2 separate regions of the Mus musculus genome follow, and region 2 is linked to region 1. A link is a contact called in public promoter capture Hi-C data. All regions are on one chromosome and are shown on one strand. The core of a region is the stretch at or near the end of the contact, and the rest is flanking DNA. Distances in the headings are between cores, read along the strand shown.

Region 1 (7,438 bases), core at 3,110-5,609:
AAGGTCGGCGCAGGGCGGCGGGAGCGCACTGGGAACGTCGAGGCTGCCAGAAGTAATCGGGATCCCACGTCGGGACCCACGGTGGCAGCCGGGACGCGAGCCTCTCGCGGTCGTCAGCACATCCTGGTTCGCAGCTTCCTTACGCTTCGCCCCAGCTCGGGCAAAATCGTGGGTTTTAGATTGCCACCGCGAAGGGAGCGCTCTCAGGGAGCGGGGCACGGAGCTGGGGAGCCGTGGCTCCAACAGCGAGGACGCACAGCCATGGCTCAGGCTGGAGCGCACCGCCCTCCACCCAAACGCTGAAGTGCTCTGCTCTCTGCGCGCCCTAGGGGCCGCGCCTTCCTACTGAGCCCGCCCCCGGGGGCGGGATTCACGTTGCGGCCTCGGGCTGTGCTCTGACTCCACCCACCGCACACCAGGCCCCGCCCAAAGCTCGCCCAGGTCCCGCCCCACGCCTCCTTCCCCCTTTCCTGGAATGTTTTCCCAGGGTCTGCACTTTTGCGGCGGCGGGAAGCGCCTAAAAGTCGCCAACTACTGGCCTCTGGGGTAAAGGCAAAAGCTTGGAGGCTTTAGCTGAGTGCAGAGATCCGGGCCTCGTGCTCAATTTCCCCTCTGCCTTTTCTTGCGTGGTTTTGTGTACGCGCAGCCTCTCATTCCAGTTGGCATCACAAAAAAACTTGCGCGGAGTGCGGAGGTTAAAGATAGATCGCTTGGTCAGAAAATAGGGAAAAGAAGTATCGGGACTTTGGGGGCACCCATTTCTTGCTAAAGCCTGCAAGAGTAAAGAGTTTGTGAGGATTAAACACAGCTGTGGAAGCTTTCCCCAGCACGTGGGGAGAGTCAGTATACCGCGTGCGCAGCTCTATCCAGTATATTTCTAACTGGTATTTGTACTATGGTCACAGCTCTTAGAATTGCTCACGAACTGGCCCTAGCCTGCAGGTTTATGATCTCAGATGCTGATCATTTTTTTTTTCCCACAGGCTCAAATGATTCTCCGGCAGCTTAGTTGCCGGCTCCTTATGTCATCAGAAGCCCCATTTTTGAAACTTGGGACAGAATATAATCAGTGGAAGGTGTTTAAAAGTCCACATCAATTTTCATAAAAATTTACCTTGGAGTAAGTTGGTGCTTTTTGTGTGTGTTACTTTAACTGATGGAAACGCATTCATTCAGCACCGAGAGTGTTTACTATGGGCAAAATGGTTTCTCCTCTGGAGCATACAACAGCCAGCAAAAGGGACCCATAGCCCTGTCCTGGAGTTGGCTTCTTCCCAGGGAAGCTTTTGCAATAAGCAAAAGAAATAGGTGGAAAACATGTAGTCTGTTGAGAGACTACAACAGGCAACAGGAGAATTGGGGCTGAGTTTATTCTTACGTCAGGCTAAACACAAATAGAAAAGTAGATTCCCTTAGATTTGAAAATGGATTGATTTCATAGTCATGTGCTAGCTTACAGACAAGCCTCTCCCCTCTTACAACAATGGTACCCCAACTTACCACACTGGAATTCCTTAGTTTGGAGGGTACATTCAGCCTCATTGAGGCAGATCGGTGTTGCCAGGGTATTTACCTGCAGGCAAATGCTGGAGACCCAAAGGCAGTGCAGGGTGCATGTGGCCCCTGCCTGCCAGGAGACTACAGACTGGGAAGCAAGGGGGTGAATGGAAATGAGGGACTGTTGAGGGCCCAGGAAGTGAAGACCTTGATAGCCCAAGAAGATGAAGTTGCCGCCTGAAGTGTGGATGCTGGAGGAACTGTGGACTCATCCACAATTAGCATCCCCACCTGGTACTCACATCTCTGAATGCACTAGGGCCTCATTCTAAGTCGCATATAATTTGCATATAGCTTATGCACACTCTCCCAGATACTTTTTAAATAATTATTATCGTATTGATAACTCTTAGAGTATGAAATACATTGTAAGCACTATGTAGATTTGTCTATGTTCAGTATAGACACATTTATTTTTCCTCCTAATACTTTCTCTTTGCATGATTAGGCATAGAATTTAGGATAGAGCTAGTCATATGCCCTTCCACTGAGCTACACCCCTATCCCCAGCACCTACTTTCAATTTAAAAATTATTATTATTACTATTACTACTGCTGCTATTATTGTTATTGTTGTTGTTGTGTGTGATGTGCATACAGACACACACACATGCTACGGTGTGTGTGGAGGTCTGAGGCCAATTTTATGTTTATTCTCTCCACTTTTACATGAATTTGAAGGATCAAATTCAAGTCATCAGGCCTGCCTGGTGTCTCGGTTTGTATCGCTGTTGCTGTGATAGAAACACAAAACCAACTAAGGGGAAGAAAGTGTTATTTCACCTTGCAGCTTACAGTCCATCAAGAAAGGAAATACAGGCAGGAACACAGAAGCAGGAACTAAAGTGGAGGCCATGGACGAATGGTGTGTCCTTGCTTGCCCATGGCTTGCTCAGCCTGCCTTATTACATAGTCCAAAGATACCTGCCCGGTAGTGGCACTGCCCACAGTGGTTTGGGCCCTCCTGTATCAATCACCAGTCAAAAGAATGCACACAGGCTAGCCAATCGGATGGAGGTGGTTTCTCGGATGACTGTAGCTTGTGTTGCGTTGACAAGTGCCTTTACCTACTGAATTACTTCATAGATTCTCCAGTATTTTATAACCTTCTCCATAAGTTGCCTAGGCTGGCCTTGAACTCACTTGGTAGCCTCAACAGACTTTAAGCTTCTGATTCTCCTGCCTGGGCCTCTCAGGTAACTGAGATCATGGGCCTAAGCCACCTGGCCCTGAACATTATCCATCAGTGGCGATCTGAGTCCCTGGACCAGAAACTGTAGAATTGGTAGCCCACTGTCTTATCAAATGGCAGGTCAAATCTGAACAAGAAAGTCCTATCTCAAATGTTCAGAAGGAAATGAAGGCAAAGCAGAACAAAGCCTCAACTGTAACCTTTTTGTACAAGAGGAGCCCTGGCTAGCTGGGGGAAGGGAGGGCTGGCGAAGCCATCAAGAGTATGGACAGACAATGCCATTTGGGGATGAAGGAGGATCCCCAAGCCAGCTCAGAGTCCGCTTCTGCTCACTTAGCATTCCACTCCTCACCACGGGCTTCATTTGTCTGTCTAGGGCAGCTGACCTTAAACTGCATTCGTCTGCTGAGCCGCATGAACTGAGATTTGATCTTAAGCACTGGACTCTTGAGAGGCAGGCTTCGCTGTGCAGCGGGGAGCATTTTCCATGGTCACGGAAAGCGTTTTTCATACGTTAAGAATAGATATCCCCTGCAAGAGCTGGGGAGATGGCTCAAAGGGCCAAGTCACTCTGTGCAAATATGAAGACCTGCTTAGGATCCCAGCATCCAGATCAAAAGCCAGAAAAGGGGAGTGTTTTAGTAACCACAGCATGGAGAGACTGGAGCTTGCTGGTTATGTAACCAGTCTAACTAGATCAGTGAGTTCTGGTCCCAGGAAGGGAGATAATAACTGAGGAAGACACTTGCCACTGACCCCTGACCTCCGGACAGTGGGTGTACACACAAACTCATATGTACACATACATCACATACACAAAGAAAAAAGATTCCTCCACAGATTAGATTAGGTATTTGTAGAGGTAGGTTGTTGTCATTAAATTATCAATTCCTAGTTACAAAGGTTTAAAATATTAAGACTCTTTATAACGGCCTGTGCCGTTCACCTCTGAGGCAAGTATCATCTACTCAGAGACTACCCACAGCAGCATCCAGCAATCTCTATATAGGGTTGTTTCCTAAGGACTGTGGGATTACTAAGGAAAAAAAAACCTCATAGCTAGCTCCTCTAATGCGTAGCAGACTAGAAGAGCTATTCTCTATGATAATGGGTTCCTGCTCTATCTTAATGATTGAACTTAGCTATTACTGACGTTGTCCAAGGACATCCCTTGGGTTTCATCCCACCACTGCATGATAGAAACGGAACACAACCTGAAAGGCTCACCTGTGTGATGCTAGCCACTGAGGGAATCCTCAGTGAGACAGTGCAAGCTGGGCTGCCCAGAGCCCCTCTGAGAGGAGAGCTGCCAGGAGCTAGACAGACATCTTGCCCTTTAAGAGCACACACTGCTCTTACAGAAAGCCTGAACTGAGTTCCTAGCACCCACGCAGGGCAGGTCATAACTACCTGTAAACCCACCTCCTGGAGGTCTAACGCCTCTGTTTGCAGAGGACACTGCCACATATCTCCCCTCCCCCGTATTTTAATAACATGCATCATTAAATCCTGGCCAAAATAATTCTTAAGAGAAGAGAGGGCAGGGGGAGGGCAGAGAGAAGAAGGCTGCTGGTCCAGTACTCGCTGTTTGGCATGTGCTATCAGAACAACCCCAGTGCACTGGGTAAAATGTCAAAAGCTCTGTCCTCCCCACAGTCTCCCTTTCCTTTGCCTTCTTTGCTATGCTGATAATCAAACCAACCGCTTCTGCATGCCAGGAAAGCTCTCCACCGCTGAGCTACACCACCTTTCCCGTTTATGTATGTTAGTGCCAAGGCTTCCACCATTTAGATGCTAGAAACGAATTTTAAAAATAAAAATAAAAATCTGAAGCTATCCACAACAATTTCAACTTTGGGCTTCATTTATCCCTGGGGCAATTAGTTTAAACCTCTGGTCTAGTGATAGAAGCCAAATAATCTCTGGAAATTTCTTTGCCTCCCTTAGGACCAGCGGTCTCCTCTGTGCTTGGAAAATGTTGTAATGCAATTTGTGCTCAATGGAACATTGTGAAATGACTGGAGAATAATTTTGATTTGTAATGCTCAAAGGAAATATGACAAAGGGAAAATATTGAAAATAATGTTAGCGGTTTTCAATTAAAGGGGCATAATTCAATTGGAAACCCAATGGATGTCCTGAAATATTTATTTATTTATTTATTTATTTTTTAGCTCTAGTGACCCCCAATTTGGGATCTTCCTGATTCCTTCCCCTAACTGATATTTCACTTTTTAAGATGCTTTCAAAACAAAAGCGCTAAAAGGTTTATACTTTTAAAGATTTACCACAAGTAGCTGCCCTGTTCAGCTAGATCCGTTATTATAACTTTTAGACAATTCACATTCAGAATAGGGGGGAAGGCCAATTTATTCTTCTGGAAACATCTTTACATTATGAGGGGTACAGAGAGACTCTGTTCTTGTACAAATGATAGAAATATTCTCTTTTTGGGTAGCCATTTAAACCAAAGTATGAATCAGCCTAGGATGTGACATCTGTCATCCAAACATGTTTTTATTAAAGCCAGACAAAGGTAATGTAAAATAAAGGTGAGCGTCAAGAGGGGATCTGGAGAAGTTTCTTGGGGGGTGAAGTAGGGACAGACAAACTTGCAGAGATCAGTGGAATTCTTTCTTTTTCTATCTTCTTATTCTCTTCTTTTTTTCTCACCGAGATAGTAGAGATTGAGCCTGGATAAGCCTGACCAATACCCTACAGGTGAGCTGTATCTTTGCCTTCTTTTCAAGTGAAACAAAGGGGGGTAGGGGGTGGAGCACAGTCTCACCGCCTTGAGTAAGATGGCCCCTGAACTTGGGCTCCCATTGCCCCACGCCCTTGAATGGAATCACGGGATGCTCACTCTGCGGAAAGTCTGGGCGCACTGAGTTCTTGATGTGGATCTAATACTTCAATGAGTAGGCTTTCCCGGGATACTTAGCATATTTACAGTAGAATTTATTTGAAAGTCTAGTTTATCCGAAGGCTCAGTTGGGGCTTAGCCTAAGGCCTCACTGCTAGAAATGGCAGAGATGAGAACCCAACAGTGACACTCAGGCGCACGCCTCGGCCGCACCCCAATTTCACTTGATCTCTGCCAAGATGAATGTGGTTCTTTCATGTGGCCTCTGGCAACACAAAAATCAAGAACACGGCAAACAAAAATTGCAATTTTTTTTTTAACTCCATGTGAGCAACTAGGCTGCCTCTCCCACTGAATTAACCAAGTTAACTGTAGGCTTGGATGGTCTATTCTATTAGCGTGCTCTGATTATAATCCTTTTTTAGCTTGTCACACACAATTCTTTAAATGCTGGGGATGGGCTATGTTATTTTAGAAGCAAGTGGTATTTTATCTCTGTGATTTAATACAGGTTAAAAGGTTCATTGTGAAGAGTTAAGAAAATATGGAATATGTAAATGGAAAAAGTGAAGCTTGATAACTCAGGAACATAAGATAACTGATATATATTATACATGCCAGGCTCCCAGGCACACAAAATTGACATAATAGCATATATTTTGTTTCATTATGCAAATGTGTACTTATTTATTAAGACTGGAGCTCGTGTAGCTCAGGCTGTCCTTGAACTCAGTATGTAGCAAAGGATGTCTTTGGATTCCTTACTTTCCAGCCCTCATGTTCCAAGTAATGAGATGACAGGCATGAGCCACCATGCCAGGCTTCAGGCGGTGCTGTGGATCAGACCCCAGCTGTATATATCCTAGGTACAGCTGAGCTACACGCCCAGCCCCTATTGTGTGGTATTTAATTCACTTAACAAAGCTGATGAGTCGGCTCTGTGTAGTTACATTATATCATCTAATGGGCCTAGCAAGCAGTTAAGCAAGGCTGAGCTTTTTAGTTTTTCACTCTTATCTTGAATAGGCATTCTTAAATAATACAAATTTAATTAAGAGCAAAGATAATAATTTTATAAGTAAATTTACTTACTTTGAATTATGTGGGCAAATGATACTGTGGCATTTGATATCTATCTATCTATCTATCTATCTATCTATCTATCTATCTATCTATCTACCTACCTATCTATTTATCTATCATCTGTATATCATTTATCTATTGTTTATCTACCTATCACCTACTACCTACCTATCTACCTATCTCGTATTATCTGTCTTTCTACATTGTCTTCCAGAATCCTTCCTTCCTTTCTTTCTTTCTTTCTTTCTTTCTTTCTTTCTTTCTTTCTTTCTTTCTTTCTTTCTTTCTTTCTTTCTTTCTTTCTTTCTTTCTTTCTTTCTCTCTCTCTCTCTCTTTCTCTCTTTCTCTTTCTTTCTTTCTTTCTTTCTTTCTTTCTTTCTTTCTTTCTTTCTTTCTTTCTTTCTTTCTTTCTTTCTCTCTCTCTCTCTCTCTCTCCCTCCCTCCCTCCCTCCCTCCCTTCCTTCCTTCCTTACTTACTTCCTTCCTCCTTCCCTCCGTCCCTCCCTCCCTCCCCCTCTCTCTCTTTCTTTCTTTTTTCTTTCTTTTTCTTTTCAGAGTTTGAATGTGCTTGCTCCTTGCATGATAATTTGAGTTAAGGTACTGATAAGCAAAAAGAAATGCTTCGCCATTCTTTATATTTCTTTGAATGCTAAATTTGTTCACATTTGTATTGCATTCAGTTTACATAACAAAATTTGCCAGCATAACCACGTCTAAAGGCTTCAGTAGCTTAAGCATGACTT
Region 2 (7,438 bases), core at 2,953-5,452, 140 kb after region 1:
ATTGGTGAATGAGGCTCCTTAGTGACTATTCCGGTTAGGCAGAACGTGTGGAACTCTATCGTTTCTACCTGGCTACATTAATTAAGACAAAATAGATTCCCTTATCCAGGATCCATTCTTCCTGTGATTAATTTTCCAGACAGTCTGCACTCAATATCAAGAGGAACACCAGCTTTTAATTGGGCATCAGTTAATTCATTTTTTTTTAAATGACAACTCATGATTTTGCTCTTAGACCATGTACCAAAGTCCTGTCTTAATCCTTCAACACAAATGGTCATTAACCCAGTGGAAGAGATGCTGATTTCAAACTCTTGCCAACAGAAAAACAAATTAAAGTTATTATAGGCAATAGATATTAATTAAGGGAAGAATGCATAGGTCATTTCATCTCCAAAAGGTCAAGGTCATTTTTTTTTTGTTATGTGTAACTTCCAAATTAAATGCACCTTCCAGAGAGATCACAGTCAATATATAACTACCTGTGTGTATCTCTCTATATTCATATCATTAATGAAACTACTGAATCACTGCCCATGTGTGAGAAATTCTACAGAGGCAGTTAAAGAGCACCCAAGAAAAGATCATTGCAAGTTAAACTCAATGAACGTTCTTCTTTTGTTTTCTAAATAACGTGGAAACAAAGGTGCCTTTTGTATTGATCATTCTTCAAGAAAGATGAGTGATGTGTTAATTTTTCTGTAGCTGAAATGCTGGTAGCAGTTGTTCTGGTTAGCTTTCTGTCAGGTTGGCATCATTAGAGTTATTTCAGAAGAAGGAACTACAGCTGAGAAGATGGCTTCATCTGTCTGTCCTGCAGGCAAGACTGCGAAGCATCTTCTTAGTTATTGATTAATGTGGCAGGGTCTAGACCATTATGTGTGATGCTACCCATGAACTGGTAGTCCTAGATGTATAAAAATATATACTGAGCAATTCAGGAGGAGCAAGCCAATAAGCATTACTACTTCATGGCCTGTACACCATCTCCTGCTTCCACTAGGTTCATACCTTCAGTTCCTGCCTTATCTGTTCATAGTAAACTGTGTCTTGGAATATGTAAGCCAAACACACCTTTTCTTCTTTCCAAGTTGTTTTTCCCCTACCCCTCACCCCCACCAGTCCCAGCAACAGAAAGCAAAATGAGTGTGGTGGTTTGAATAGGTTTGACCCCCCCCACAGGCTCATGTGTTTTTATGCTTGGCCCATGGGGAGTACCATTATTAGGAGGTGTGGTCTTGTTGGAAATGTGTCCCTGTGGAGTTGTCTTTGAGGTTTCCTATGCTCAAGCTCCACCCAGCATGGAAAACAGTCTTCTTCTGCTGCCTGCAGATCAAGATGTAGAACTCTCAGCTCCTTTTCCAGCCCCATGTCTGCCTTGACTCTGCCATGCTTTTTGCCATGATGATAATGGACTGAACCTCTGAAACTGTAAGCCAACCCCAGTTAAATGTCTTCTTTTATAAGAGTTGCTTTGGTCATGGTGTCTCTCACAGGAATGGGAACCCTAACTGAGACAGTAAGACACTGATTAAAACACTGAAGTACAAAACTCTTCCCTCTGCCCATGTTGGTAGTACTCAGTTACCTCTTCATGTCACCAATAGCCAGTCCTTCCCAGAAGAGGAGTACAATGTCCACGAACTTTTTCAGAAAAGAAATATTAACTTTGTCAAATACCACGAAATGTCCTGCTTATCAATATCCTGGCAATTAACCGACTTCCCACAGGAACCTCTTGGTTTGCCAAATAAGCAGACTTTTCCAAAAATATTTTTAATGCATTTGCTCTGTGTGGGATGCCATGCTGTATGTCAGAGATGAAATGGGAGGCATGACTTTTCATCATTGTGACAATAACTATAAAGGCAATTTAGATGGAGGGGGGACTGATTTTGGTTCATGCTTTTAGAGACTACACTCCAAGGTCAGTTTTATCTATTGCTTTGACCCAGGAATGAGATGGAATCTCAGGATGGTGGAAGCTTGTGGTGGAGAGTGACTCAGATCATGGCATCTATGAAAAAGAGGAGACAAAATGTGGCCAAGGTAAGGAATACCCTTCAGTGGCGTGCCTCCAGTGACCAACGTCTTCTTAACCAGGACCCTGAATTCCACAGTTCTACTATCTTCCAAGAGTCTCCTAAAATTTCGAATGTGTTAATGGATTGAACCATTGATTAGGTCAGAGCCCTCATGATCCAATCATGTCTACAACCCCCTCATAGATACATAGAGTCCTGCTTTGCTGCATCTCTATAAGATGCTACAGTCATCTCTCTTTCATTTAAGTTTCCAATTATGTTAGAAGGAGCTTTATAAATTCATAGACAGAAGTACATCTTAAGAATCACTAAATACTGAAAGAAGAATATAACAAAGTAGGACCTTCAGCTGTAAAGAGCTGGGGGGAGAATATGAAGCAGACAGAACTTAATAGAAAATACCTATCAGTATTGGTTGAAATATAATGGAGAAAAATAGCTATAATAAAATTGTTTTTACTTAATTAGCAATATGCTAAAAATAGAAGATAAGAAATATTTAAAAACTGTATTTCAAAATATTCCGTAGTCAAGAATTTGGCATTTAAGACACACACACACACACACACACACACACACACACACACACACACACACACACAGAGAGAGAGAGAGAGACAGAGACAGAGACACACACAGACACATATGTTAAAGAAATTCCTGATACCTGGAAGCTAATGTGATTCTTCTCAATAGCCCACTCAAACACAGCCAACAGTTTACAGTAGATTTGAGAGAAACTGTGGAGTTATGTGTGGGCATACCCTAAATTCTTTCCTCATAAGAAAGCAGGAAAGTAGAGACCATAAAACTTAAAAAAAAATAATGCTGCAAGTGAGTATTTATATGCTATTTGTATAAAAGTAGTTTAAGTCACTTTTCTGAGAGTGAAAGTGGAAAGGGCATTTGGAACTTTGACTAGAGCTGAGCCCAGCCAGATAGAGACAATTTTTAGATCACATGGACACTGGGCAAGCAGCTAAGGGTCTTAGGAAGAACTTCACTTAGAACTAGAAGATCATACAGTGGGCTTTGACAGCATCACAGAGATTTAAGCAATTGAAGATTTAAATATATTTTCAATATATTCATGTATTTACTAAACATCAAACACTTAGAGTAATGCCAGGCACTAGGATACAGAGCTGAATAAAACAAATTTCTGTCTTTTAAGATGCTTGTAGTTTATTTGGTACAGGGGACAGAAATTAAACTAATGCTATTGGTATTAAGCTGGAGACAGGAAACAGTGACGTTTTGCAAAGAATTCTGAAATTGGGTGGCCCTTTTATTTTCTTCCAATCAAAGTTAGTTTGCAGATTCTCACACTGATAACTGGTAACAACTATCTCTAATAATCAGACCAGGAAAAGGGCAAGTGTCTTTTTATTTTAGTTTTTTTTGGGGGGGGGAAATGGTTGTCTTTTAAAAATGTTTTCATCTCCATTTCCCTTTTTACTGATCAAAGTAAAATGCCAAGGAAATGAATACCAAATGTCACCCAGTCCGGGTTTTGTTCTCTACTGTGTTTACAAGGAGTGTGGATCGAAATGACGGAAACCTGAGATTTCTCTTCTCGCCCCTTTGTCAAAAAGCAGTGTTTGTTTGCTTGTTTGTTTTCTGCTTTGCTCGCTACACTAAGTTTGCAGAGAGTGCGGCTCCACTCTATCGTTTTGAAAGATAGCTTTCACAGGAGTTTCAGGCTGAATTATTCATTATCTTGATTTCTAGCATTTTCATGGCCCACCAAATAACCTCAAGGCAGGAGAACAAACATTCTATGAAACACAACCAAGGACTCCAGCCAAAGTTAGATTCTAAGTCATTTTCCTCATTGGTACCCTTCGATCATTCGTGTGGGGTACATCTCCAGCTATTGCTGCTACTGCTAATCAATTACTTGGTTGAGATACTTGGCAGCTGTGGAGAAAAGTAGGGGCAAAGGAGGAAGGAGAGAGAAAGTTAAACACCAATTTTAGAAGAGTGTTAACTCTCATCACTGTTAGTGAACTGGAAGTCTTTTTCTGATTATAGTGGTTTGATTAAACAGGACACAACACCCGAAAGGAAGCTGATTTTTCTAGTTTCATGGGACACAAAGACAGCATTGTTGACTAAGACAGGCCTGGGGAGGAGGAAAAGAGGATAAGTAGGCAAGATAAGGAACTGCAGCAGAAAGCACACAGCCTGTTCCCAGGAGCAGAGACCGAGGGCTGGCTCTGCCTGCATAATGATTCATTATGGAGGTGATAGTTCTGTCGGATCTAATAAACTGCAACAGATTAGCAGATAGTGCCATGTTGGCTAACCACAACGGGCACAGACGACTGTGTGAGCTGACAGAAGGTGTTTTGAGATTGGATTTTAGCATGAGACACTTCACCACAAACTGCAGTATTCTTCACGTGCATCCTGAGAGATCATTTTAGTCACTAAGTTGTTTCTATTTTCTGAGCTACTTCATGCTTCTGTAATACCAACATTCAAACTCACTGGTATAAATATATTTCTCCTCCACCGGATCTAATGTAAATATTTTTATTCGTAATGAAGAAAAACAACCTTTATCTTTTTTTTTTTCCAAATTGGACATCTTTCAGTTTCTAACTTAGTTCTTATTTACCATCCCTATTTTATTTATTTATTTATTTATTTATTTATTTATTTATTTATTTATTTAAATAAGAAAACATTTAGCCATGCAGTAGTGGCACACACCTTTAATCCCAGCACTTGGGAGGCAGAGGCAGGCGGATTTCTGAGTTCGAGGCCAGCATGGTCTACAAAGTGAGTTCCAGGAGAGCCAGGGCTATACAGAGAAACCCTGTCTCAAAAACAAACAAACAAACAAACAAACAAAAAACAAAAAACAGAAACAAAACCAAACAAACAACCCCCCCCAAGACCCCCCAAAACAAAAAACCATTTATATGTCACATCAAGGCAAAAGGAGAGAGATAAAAAAATTATCAGGCATTCTCTGGTTGGATGTGGTGACTCTAGTTAGATCTACCAACCAATCAACCATCCACACATCCACACATCCACCCAAAGGCATAGAGAGAAAAAATATATATATAAAATTTTCATATATATATAACAATGAAGTTCCTAGTGGGAAACAAGTGCCTTAGATTCAGTTGCATGGAGTTTAATTAAAGAATATTATAAAAGCCATAGTAAGTGTACTGGCTTTTGTGTCAACTTGACACAGCTGGAGTTATCACAGAGAAAGGAGCTTCAGTTGAGGAAATGCCTCCATGAGATCCAACTGTAAGGCATTTTCTCAATTAGTGATCAAGGGGGAAAGGCCCCTTGTGGGTGGTGCCATCTCTGGGCTGGTAGTCTTGGGTTCTATAAGAGAGCAGGCTGAGTAAGCCAGGAGAGGCAGGCTAGTAAAGAACATCCCTCCATGGCCTCTGCATCAGCTCCTGCTCCCTGCCCTGCTTGAGTTCCAGTCCTGACTTCCTTTGGTGATGAACAGCAGCATGGAAGTGTAAGCCGAATAAACCCTTTCCTCCCCAACTTGCTTCTTGGTCATGATGTTTTGTCCGGAATAGAAACCCTGACTAAAACAGTAAGGATCTGGGGAGATGCTCAATGGTTAAGAGCTATGCCTCTCCTGCAGAAGATTCAAATTTGATGAGGTTTGCAGGGTAGCTCGAAGGTGTCTGTCACTCCAGCTCCAGGGGATCCAAACCCTGGCCTCTGAGGACATGTGCACATACCCCAAAACACAGACACACATCTACATATCATTAAAATAAATCTGTAAAAAGCAGGGAGACCAGTTCTGGACAGTATTGAAGAATTCCATTGAAAAGTAGAGGATCCAGTGAGAGGGATGGCAGAGAGAGTTCAAGCTGAGGAGGAGCTGACAGGACCTCGTGCAACATAAGAGCAGGCAGGAATAGCTGGATACTCTGTGAGTCTGGTTTCTGGGTAGACAGGATCCAATAACAGTACCGGAATGAGTATACAGGGTGATTATGGGAAAATAAGCAAAGTGGAAATATATACTCATCAAGGACTAATCTTTTGTAGATATTGAATTGTAGATATAGATATTCATAAGAGAGGATTTCAGTGTCAAAGAGAAAATAATTTCTGGAGGGAGGCTAAAAGATGACCAACTGCAAAGAATAACATATCGGAATCAGCTCAGATTTGTGAAGCTACATAGATAGCTGTTATGAGGTGTCCCGAGGACGTGCACAGCAGCGACATAGTTCATCTTTTTGAGGCCCAGTGCGCAGTTGGTTATGTGCACTACTGATTGTCATAAGAACAAGCTATGCTTTCCGAACTCACTGCACCAGGCTTCCCTGCTTACAATAAGAGCATGATGGTTTCTTCATTCACACTGGTAAATGAAAGGAATGAGGAAGTTGCATAACTTGCTGAAGGCTACACAGATAGGGAGCAGTTGTACTAGAGTAGATACCAGAGGCTCAAGGTATCGTCTGTGTTTTTCTTTTCTGTTGTTTTGTTTTCTCTGTGTGCATGGGGGGGGGTTCTTGATTTTTTTTTTTAAAGATAAGCCTTAACTATGTATGTCAGGTTGGACTTGAATGTATGATCCCACAACCAACCATTGTGCCCACTGGGCCATTCTCTAGGTGAACTCCTTTGGTGACTAATAAAAATAATGAAAATATCATAGATGAAGGAATACAAAATATGCTGATACTTGTGTGGTGTGAGTCTAATTCTTTTACAAGTGAATTGGTTGATCCAAAGAATATTTATTTCAGTCTTAAGAACATACGCTCTGATATAGGTTCCTATAAGCAGTTTTAGTATGATTCTTTTCCTAGGAAGTTTTGAACAAAGTGCTAAAGAAATGCTCTGTTGGGAAGAGCAGGATGCTAACTTGCAGATGTTATTTATTCTCCAAGTGTCTGAGTTCCTACAAGCAGTTATCATAATTAAATTTTCATGAGACCCTAATAGGATGCCTAGGAGACATAGCTAATCAGTAAGTACTTATGGGATGGGTGCACAGAATAATGTTCCAAGTGCTCGCCTTGGAGGGTTGGCCCTCAGGAGAAGGAAGAGCAAGAGTGGAGATGTTGGGAAAGCCCAACAGCACTGATGGGAACAGAGGATGGCTAACACCACCACGAACGACCAAGGCAAGAGTGAGGGTGCATGGCACTACAAGCAATTTTGTTTAGAGGCTCAGAAAGCACACTCTAGTAGGCTTCAGCTGGCTTGGATGAGAGGTCACACAAGTTAAAGATAGACCTTCTTAGTAAGGAACAATAGGCTGCCTTCATTTAGCAAGGAAAAAAAAAGGGAAAGAAAAAAGGCAAAAAGGCAGCCCTTAGGGTGGATAGGAAGTTTTAATCCTGTTAAAGAACTCAATTACCCAGGAAGACTGAGTAAGCCTT

Evidence for each region. Capture Hi-C pulls out chosen DNA fragments and counts their contacts.
Region 2: a contact with region 1 is called in a promoter capture Hi-C map of adipose tissue. The contact joins two enhancer-like sites. A contact is called at or near these places in 8 of 484 Hi-C or Micro-C datasets (the C2C12 cell line, the G1E-ER4 cell line, embryonic fibroblasts and 2 more), 7 of 115 datasets of contacts at active chromatin or transcription factors (VIP interneurons, craniofacial prominence, embryonic fibroblasts and 4 more) and 2 of 9 other capture datasets (adipose tissue and pancreatic islet).

Annotation. Positions count from the first base shown.
Region 1 is chr8:36,613,597-36,621,034 of GRCm38.p6, forward strand. All of the region lies in intron 5 of Dlc1 (deleted in liver cancer 1), which reads right to left. Among named protein-coding and RNA genes, the nearest start is that of Trmt9b, 160 kb to the left of the region's middle. Within about 2 kb of position 4,360, at least 12 of the 459 cell types and tissues checked have an H3K27ac peak or open chromatin away from gene starts, as enhancers often do. A contact at or near this core is called in adipose tissue, where this site is marked.
Region 2 is chr8:36,752,244-36,759,681 of GRCm38.p6, forward strand. All of the region lies in intron 5 of Dlc1 (deleted in liver cancer 1), which reads right to left. Among named protein-coding and RNA genes, the nearest start is that of Dlc1, 200 kb to the right of the region's middle. Within about 2 kb of position 4,203, at least 26 of the 459 cell types and tissues checked have an H3K27ac peak or open chromatin away from gene starts, as enhancers often do. A contact at or near this core is called in adipose tissue, where this site is marked.